Regions from separate parts of the Mus musculus genome. Here region 1 is linked to region 2. Evidence: chromatin contacts called from public Hi-C data. All regions are on one chromosome and are shown on one strand. Each heading gives the region's core, a stretch centred on a gene start, on an enhancer-like site or on the middle of the called end of the contact. The rest is flanking DNA. Distances are from core to core; before and after follow the strand shown.

Region 1 (4,477 bases), core at 269-2,768, 230 kb after region 2:
AGTGGCAATCTTCATTTGCTGTTAATGTTAATTAAGTTATATACCTGAACACATTCTTTTCTGAGTTGTCTTTTCTCCTTACCTTTCTTTACTATTTGTTTGTTTGTTTGTTTGTTTTCATTGAGGGTCTCCTTCTGTAGTGCCGATTGGGATAGAATTCATACCATTATGCCTGCCTCAGTCTCATGAGTGCTGGGATTGTACAACGTTTTCTTCCTTTTTATTTCTTTGATACTGGGCACAGATCAAGTTTAGGGGCTCCTGCATGCCAAGTTCATATTCTACCACTATGCTACAACCCCCCAAACCCTAAAAAAATACTTTTATAATGTTGCAAATCTTTAATATGACTTTTAGTCATAATGATTGGGTGTAATGATTTAGATTAATGATAATTGAAAAATATTGCATCTATTAAGTTTACAGGAGTGGAACACATATTCAACCAGTAGAAGTCAAAAGACAACTCACAGGATTCAGTGACTGCTCTCTGTGATGAGGGACCCAGGAATTAAATTCAGGCCTTCAGGTTTGGCTCAAGCACATTTTCCCTCTGACCTCCCTTTGTAGGCTTTATTTTGAAGAGAGACGTTTGTCTATGCCTCTACCAGTTTGACAGTATGTGAGAGTTATGGGGCTACCCGAAGGGAAATTAGCATGGACAGAATTCTTTGTGACTTCTTCAAAACCCCCACAGGGTTTATTTCTTACCATAGCGATACCTGTGAGGTAGTGAATAGGGAGAGCATGAAATCACAGGAGAGGAAACACACACTGAAGCTACTGGCAAGCATTGAGGTCAGCCATCTGATGGAGACCAGATAGCAAGTGTACACCAGAGTACAAGGGGTGCTGGGGTTTAAAGGTTCCTAGTTCACTGCACAAACCTTGAAAGCTGGATCAGCTTCAGGACATGGTGTCAGAATGTGATAACTCCTGTTCACATGAGGTAGAGTACTAATCCTAATCGGAGTTGCTTCCAAATACTTTATAAACGTAGGATTGCTTCCATATCCAGCCTCAATAACTGGGAGATGATGTAGCTAAGCTGCTGCACTTTGGAGTGTCAGATCTTTAGGTTTGAAACATTTCTTCCTTCCTTCTTCTCCTTGTCAGGCCAAGTGACTTAGTTTTCCAAGTGTCTGTGCTAATTAAATACAGATCTACTACACCAAAATGTTTTGAATGTAAAAGATTAAGGAGACTGAAAACTTGTGTAAAACGTGGGAACGAGACAAAAGAGGATCCTTCCTAGCTTGCACGGCTTTCAGTCGGAGGGAATCCTGAGGTCTTATTAACATGAGGGCTGCAATATTTTTTGGTTTTAGGGTTTTTTTTTTTTTTTCTAAGGAGACAGTTGGTTCTACTGGAGAAAAAAAATGAGCAAAACATTTCAGGGGCTAAGCAGCAGCCACCCAGGAAGGCAGTCAGTAATCCTGGGTGACAGCTGAGCTGTAAGAGGGCTGTCTGGGTAAAGGAGGGCAAGATTAGAGTCACCCCATCCGCCAGTGTCTCCTCTAGCCAAGCTTCTCTTGTTTTGTTTGAAGCTTACCATAAGGGAAACCCACTGACCTTTGTGACCTTGCCTTCCAGGTTTGGCATTTGGAGGAATAAATCAGGATTAGCACCACCATTACAGTTCAGACATGTGTTTTTAAGACAAAAGTATGACCATTACTGGCACTTTTAGCACTTGAGACAAGTTCTGCATAGCTAATTTGTAACAGTAAGGATTCATCAGTAGGCAAAACTGGATGTTCCTGCCTGCAACAAGAGGCTCCCAAAATATTTTGAATACGACTTATTCCATCATCTGGGTGTGGGAGGCAGTAGAGGAGATGAAGAGTTGTGCTTTGGCAACTTGCCAGTCCTCTGATGTCAGCTGACCATCTGAAAACTGGAAAGATTTTCTTTGTTCCTTTGATTCTTCTTCCTCTTCCTCTTCCTCCTCCTCTTCCTCCTCCTCTTCCTCCTCCTCCCGCTAATAAAACTATTTAGTTATGCTCAGACTGATGAGCATATTTCAAGCTATGGAAATGAGGCAATAATGACAACAATGTTATTTTATGACATGGGAAGAAAGTAGGAGGAACACTCCAGCTGCCAATTCCATTGGTCACATTCATCCCTAATAAATCCTGGGTAAGTCTGCCCAATATTAGTCCTATAACTTAATCCCATGAATCTATTTAGGATTTAAGATACATTTAGTAGGGAGGGAAAGAGAAAATCTTCTGGCATGTTGTAAAGGAAAGGGTAATTAATAAACTTTCTTAATGCTTTGTAAATCTGAGTGAAACACTTAAAAAATGAATAGCTTGTATTCCAGAAAGATAAAGGCAAATGCCTACAAGTGTACCGTAATGAAAGTAGAGATTTTGTGATGTCTTTCCCAGTTTTCTAGAAAATGTAATACTCAAATCCTATGTTCCAACTTCCACATACACTGAATTCATATTAAATGAAAGCTAACTAAGCCAATATACTTCCAAAAGTTCACCTGTAGATGTCTGATACATGTAAAGCAATTTCTACTCACAACTCTAGTAACAATCTATATTATTAATATTTCTATTTCTGTCAATGTATTACTGGCATTACTATATACTGGCTATTTAATATGATTGACACTTCCATGGCTGAAACTGGAATTCCCTATCAGACCATGTACCCAGAGGTCAGTAAATAAATAGATAAATAAATACATATTAGTTAATTAATTACTTAATTAAAAAATAATAAAGTAAAATTTAAGCACACCCTCACTGTGATACTGAATGAGGGAGACTTTGCACGTCTTTGGAAATCATAGGTTTGGAATCAGGAGCCTGTTCTTCCTCTTGTCAGCCATATCAACTGAGTAGCCCACAAGACTCATATATGAAATTCAGATAACCAATATATCACAGATTCATGAACAGTAAATTACATGTATGTCATCTAATATAGAGAAACATTGATTTTATTGAAAAATATCCATTTGAAGAAGCTTATTTTACAATATATACATATAACCTCGACAAGAAATTTCTTAATACTCATTCCTTTCTCCAGATCACTAAGTTATCATTTCTTGGAACTGACCTTCATTGTAAACTGTTGCCTCAGAGGCCTTGAACTTCTTAGGACTAGTTGGGGACATATGCCTTTGGGTTTTAGGTTTCTGAGTCCTATTTCACAGTAACCAATCCAATCAGTTATTTCTTAAAAGCCACCACTGTTACTGTGTTGGAGATGAAGAGATACTTGAGGGTGTGACATCCAGTGTGAGTCTGCCTTGATGACATGAGCATAACTATATCAAGGGCCCTAGTCTCAGACCCAAAGCAAAAAGGCAGTGTGTGCCTACTGTGTGTGCAAAAATTCACAATAGGTTTCTTCCCACATGGATGATTATAGTCTGAAGACTGACACCCTGTGCTTCTACTAAGAGTTGCTAAGCCTGTCTCCTTGATCCATCTGTATGCCATAAACTCTGAGTCATTGTTTATCTGTAATAACCAGCCTTCTCCAATAACCTCATTTCTCTACTCAACTGTATGTAACAAATAGGTTGAGCTTCTGAGGTACAATGGTTTCTCCAGCAGAAAGCCTAATGCATTCTACCTCATTTCTCTGTGTATTCATCTGTCTGTCTGTCTGTCTGTCTGTCTGTCTGTCTGTCTGTCATTTCTCCATTTCTTTGACGTTCCTGCTTAGCTTCCTCCCTGGAACAATACAAACAGTTGGTACTAATGTCTTCTGTATTAGACTTGAAAGTCACCAGTTTTGATTTCCTCCCAATCTCCAACTATTAGTGATGCTATTGTACCACTAGGCTGGTTCTTTTTGAAGATAAATTAAAACTGGTTCAAAGCCCATATCTACAGAAAAAAATTGCCCTAGGTTTTATATTTTCTCTTTGCATTGAAATTGCTTTTCTCAAAAAAAAAAAAAAATCATACTGGGACCCAGCAAGTGAAGCTGTTACAAAACCACTTACCCCTAAGCATTTGTCAGTCTTTCAAAGGTCAATTTAGAATTTACCTCCGTCAGACATTTTTTCCTGACTAATCTCACTGGATTTTGTCGTCTTGTGAGGTTGGTCTCCAAATCACAGCTCTGAAGACATATATTGCTCTTGATTATATGACTAAGGTTCTTCCTACTGGCAGTTGTCATTTCTTTACAGCTAGACTATATTATCATAGAAGGCAGAGGCTGTGTCTGCCAAGTATGAAACATGGATAAAGGTACAAAAGATACAGAAGTTATGATGCTTGCTTTTGAGAATCACAAAATCCACCTGAAGAGAAATGCTGCCTGATTGCTGATCTCTAACTTTACAATTTTAAAAATGGAACTGAATGCAGAGGTACCTCAGGTGCCTCTGAGGCAAGGACTGTGCTATCTAGTAGTGAGCCTATTTCTCCTATTCATTTTCGCGTTTTATGTTGAAACGCATTCTCATTATGTTGTGCAAATGGGCTTTGAATAT
Region 2 (4,880 bases), core at 1,502-4,001:
TACCTTGACTTGTATTTCTCCTTAAAGCTCCCTGGTAAACATATCTTTGGTGTGAGAGTAATTATTTTGCCTGGGTTTTTTTTTTTTTTGTTTTTGTTTTTGTTTTTTTTTTTTTTAATCTAGAACTCTAAAAAGGCATTTCTTAGGAATGAGTTGTGCTTTTATATTCTTCTCTTTGCTGTCTCTGTGTGAGAGTGTGTTCGTGTGTGTCTAATGAAGTTTGAGAGTTGTGCGCAGGGGCGCATGGGGTGCGAGCCCCGGAGGTCCCCATCCTCCGTCTCCTTAGTCGCCTCGTCCAGGGCTCCAGCCGCAACGCTAGGAGCCCTGGAAGTCGCGAGGCTCCCAGGCTGCTTTGAGTCCTGGCTGCGCGTCATTTGCAGTCTGGGGAATGTTGATCACCTCACTAATTACACCTCTCCCCCCTCCCTCCCCCTCTCCCTCGCTCTCCTCTCTCATTCCCAGAGTGCATATCGGGAATAGACACACAAAGACATGCGCACTCAACTTAATCAGCCATTTTTTTTAAACAGGGCTAAAACGATAATAATTAGCAGAATAAAGACATATCGGATTTTCATTTCCTTTCCTCCTTTTCCCAACCCCTTCACAAGCAAACAGCGAGACCGCGGTCGGCACATGCTTTAACTCCTCCCGGAACCCCGAGGACCGCTCCGTGCTCCCCACTTTTTGCTCCAGCGTTTTTATTTTCACCCAATAAAGTTCGAGGATTATTTTTTTATTTTTTATTCTTTTTAATGAACCCTCTCGTTTTACTTGGATGTGATCAGCTGTACGTAAAATAAAAGCAAAACAAAAAAGAGGCGAAGATCGAGTAGGAACTGCAGGGAAATGGAAAGTAAGTTTTTTCTTTAACTTTTATTGAGTAGTTTGTGTTAAATTTAGGTCGAGTATCGATTATCTTTCCAGCCTGATCTTGCACAATCTTTGATATTTCGCTCACTCTCTCTCCCTCTCCCTCTCCGCCTCTCTACCCCTAGATCGCTTGCTACCGCTCGCCCTAGCACACGTACCCTCATCCCGACCACCTCTTCCGCTCTGCCCCCCTTTTCCATCTCTTTCCCCCGTTTTTTTTTTGGCTCAAAGATTTGCTCTGCTGAGGGAGGGAGAAGGCACAGGCGGAGGGGGGATTGGGGCTGGAGGTGGGGGGGAGGCATGCTTTTCAAGATTTAACTTTTGTATTAAGTGACTTTCGGCCGAGCAGTTTTCTGTCTTTTTCTCAGTCTTTTCGGGTTCTGCTTTCCTCGGGAGCCGGAGACACTCTGGTGATCCGGCGAAGCTGTCATTTCGGCAGCGGCTCGGACATTATCTGGGGTCCTCGCTCGCTCCGCGTCCCTGCACCCCATCGAGATGATGTTTCCTCTGCACACATTCTCCGAAAGTTTGGACAGTGGTCGGTGGGGCTCGCAGCCCCCCTCTCCTCTCCTCTCCCTTGATCCTCCCCTGTACTCTTCTCGGTTTCCTTTTCATCTTCCTTTTCCCTTCTCCACCCTTTCTCAAGTTCCCGAAGGGCACTCACTGCGCGGGGCTGTGGCAGGCCAGGGCTGGTGCGCGCGAGGCGCCGGGCCCGGGAGGATGGGCGAGCGCGGGGCTTGGCTGCAGGTAGACACCGGTCTGCGGAGCGCGGCCGGCAGCGGCAGGCCCTGGCGGCTCTTGGCTGCACGGGCGCTGCGGACCTGGTAGGTCCGTTAGGAGGCGGGATCTCCCGGCCTATGTCCGCAGACCTGGGAGTGGAGGCAGCTCGCCCCGGGGTTTGGGGATTGATCGCCACACTAAGAGGACACCCGCGGCTGGAGATCAAGAGCCTTTGCTTTCTTTTTTGGTAAAGGGCAAGGGTGTGTGTGTGTGTGTGTGTGTGTGTGTGTGTGTGTGTGTGTGTGTAAAGGAGATGTGGCTGACTGTGGGAATTGATGCATTTTACACACACACACACACACACACACACACACACACACACTCACTACAGGGTTCCATGTCTGCAAATGAACTTCACCTCCTCAGCTTCAGCTGGCACCAAGCATGCCTTCTGACCTGATATGATCAGTTAGGCTACCAGGGGCTGGAGTGAGCCTGGTCTCGCTTCTTTTCCTTTTCCTTTTCCTTTTCTTTTCTTTTCTTTTCTTTTCTTTTCTTTTCTTTTCTTTTCTTTTCTTTTCTTCTCTTCTCTTCTCTTCTCTTCTCTTCTCTTCTCCTCTCCTCTCCTCTCCTCTCCTCTCCCTCCCCTCCCCTTCCCTCTTCTCTCCTTTCCTTTCCCTTCCCTTCCCTTCCCTTCCCTTCCCTTCCCTTCCCTTCCCTTCCCTTCCCTTCCCTTCCCTTCTCTTCTCTTCTCTTCTCTTCTCTTCTCTTCTCTTCTCTTCTCTTCTCTTCTCTTCTCTTCTCTTCTCTTTTTTTCCTCTCTCTCTCTTTCCCCCTCCCTCCCTCCGTCCCTTTCCATTCCTTTTGCTCTTTTCTATCAGAAAAAATAAAATAAAATTTTTCTATAATTGTATAAAAGTTCCTCAGTGATGGCCAAGTTCCGGAATGTTCCCCCATCTTGCCCCCTCTCCCAGAAGACCATGCATTGGTTATTTCTTTTGTTACCTGTGATCCAAGCGAGGGGCTCCTTGAAGCGCTGGGTCTAGGGTTCGGCCCAGATATGAGGCTCCAGAGGAGCCTTCCGCTGTGTCTCCACAGTTCCGTGCGCCGTTCTGGAGAGGTTTTAGCTACCTTTCGGTGAGACACCCTCTTTGTAGGTACCAAAGGTTCAGATCACAAACATGGACACCCCCCCCCCAAACACACACACACACACACACACACACACACACACACACTCACAGTCAACACTCACAGAACACACATTCGCCCCACTCCCCCCACCTCTAGCCCCAACCTTGCCTTCACTTTCCCCCTCCCCCAAAAAGCACACACAGAACAACATCCCCCACCAGCACCAAACAAAAACCCAAAGACAAGTTCAGTGGACGAAGATGGTGTATTGACACTGACTCAGACAGAGGCAGGTTCACCAAGAAATCTAGCGTTGGTGATTTCTGACAGTTGCATTTCCTCTCCTTGAGCACCCCCCCCCCAACCCTTTATTAACTCTGTTCCATGTTTAATCAAGGATCATGTAGATGGCAAAAGGAGAGAGAGAGAGAGAGAGACACACACACACGGGACAGAGAGAGGAGAGAGGAAGAGAGAGAGGAGACTGGAAACAGGAGGGGTTTAATTTTTTCGTTTTTTTCCCCCTTTTTCCTTTCCTTCCCTTTCCCTTTCCATTTCCCTCCCTCCCTCCCTTTCTTTCTTTCTTTCTTTCTTTCTTTCTTTCTTTCTTTCTTTCTTTCTTTCTTTCTTTCTCTTTTTATAATTTTCTTCTCCTGGATTTTCAGTGGCGTGATCCCTATACACGTGGAGTGGTTAGACCTCATATGTAGTATTATATTTTTAGTTGGGTGAATGTTTGGAAGAGTCAGGGAGAGGCTGAGGCTGCCGCTGCCTTTTCGGTTGGTGCTTAGATTAAGGCTGAGACTTGGCTGCGATTGGGACGCGACAGTGACATGGGCATCGATCGCTTCCATTGAGAGCAAAGCAAAAACACAGCCCGGGTATGTAACACTTGCTGCCATCCACACTTGCTTTACCTTGTGTTTACTGACAAAACTGACGGAGCAAGCTCAGACTTCTTTCTTCCTTCCTTCCTTCCTTCCTTTCTTCCTTTCTTCCTTTCTTCCTTTCTTTCGCTTTTTGCTATTTTCTCTTTTCTAAATGAAGAATAAAAAGAATAATGTGTATAACATTTGTTGAAAAGGATGGGTTTTAATAACGCATAAAGGAAATTTGGGGATTATTTCACTGCATCTGTTACTATTTTAGAGTTTTCCTTCTCCACTAAGAAGCACATTAAATAAATAGAAGATTTTTTTCCAAATTAAAAATAAAATAAAATAAAAAGTAAATCCTTAAGGGAATGTTTGATATTGTTCAAGGGCTGTGGTTTCAAGCAGCAGGAAGGAACACAAAAAAATAAAAGATGGCTAGCCAGCTGTTTTAACCTCTTGCACCTGGCTTCAGTGTATGGATCATAAGGGTCAAACAGTTGTTTTTAATGGTTTTAATATTTATGGCATAAACTGCAGAGAGCATCGCTGTGTGTTTATTCAATAGCTGGCTGCTCATGTATTTAAAAAGTAAACTCTTATTGGAGTGTTTTCCTTTTTTATAGCAATGGAGATAGGGTCAATGAAATATGAGGGTTGCACCATAAATCGAAAAGTGAAATGTACCCAAGGAACAAAGGAAGGTCAGGTGAACTGGCTGTGTAAGTCACAGCAGCAGCACCCACTATGGGATAAGGCAGAGACAGTAGCTCTGGATCTGGGAAGTGAAAGTTTCTAACTTAATAAAAACAAGACAACACATTCGGCTCTATTGCAGTGTTTTGCAGCTTTTGGCAGGAGTAGTGCAACTCTTCATTAATTGTGAGCTAGTTGGATTATTTTAAAGGTGCTGCAACAGCAAGGGGAAACAGAAAGGAGACTGAGAAAATTGCTGTTTAATATTGAAGAATTTACTGCTTCCATTCTGACCATGAGCCTAAATTTACACAATGAAATCTGATTATCTATAATAACAATATTAGATCCAGCATTGGATGGATGAGAATTGAGGTGGTTTTGTTGATTGCAAGGGTTTAATGTTGCATTTCAGAATCTGATGTGGTTTGGTCTCCCTTCCATTAACTGGAAAACCCCTGAGGTTTTACAATTATTTCTTAAAGATAATACATTTAAGATTGCATTGGTAGGCTGAAGAAAAGTCATAAAGGCAAGAAGGGAAGCCCTTAATAACTCTTGAGGTTCAGACATGTTCAGCAGTTA

What was found. A called contact is a pair of places that touch in the nucleus more often than the background predicts.
Region 1: a Hi-C map of muscle stem cells shows a contact between it and region 2, with 2.2 times the contacts expected there. The contact joins the enhancer-like site here to the promoter of 2700069I18Rik in region 2. A contact is called at or near these places in 3 of 39 promoter capture datasets (hippocampal neurons and liver), 2 of 484 Hi-C or Micro-C datasets (muscle stem cells and nephron progenitors), 1 of 115 datasets of contacts at active chromatin or transcription factors (embryonic midbrain) and 3 of 9 other capture datasets (adipose tissue, liver and pancreatic islet).

Annotation. Positions count from the first base shown.
Region 1 is chr3:5,452,158-5,456,634 of GRCm38.p6, forward strand. No RefSeq gene overlaps it. Among named protein-coding and RNA genes, the nearest start is that of 4930555M17Rik, 61 kb to the right of the region's middle. Within about 2 kb of position 1,519, at least 9 of the 459 cell types and tissues checked have an H3K27ac peak or open chromatin away from gene starts, as enhancers often do. A contact at or near this core is called in muscle stem cells, where this site is marked.
Region 2 is chr3:5,218,072-5,222,951 of GRCm38.p6, forward strand. 2700069I18Rik (RIKEN cDNA 2700069I18 gene) reads right to left here and starts at 2,752. Exons shown (of 3, transcript NR_045905.2): 1 at 2,599-2,752. Zfhx4 (zinc finger homeodomain 4) reads left to right here and starts at 483. Exons shown (of 11, transcript NM_030708.2): 1 at 483-856.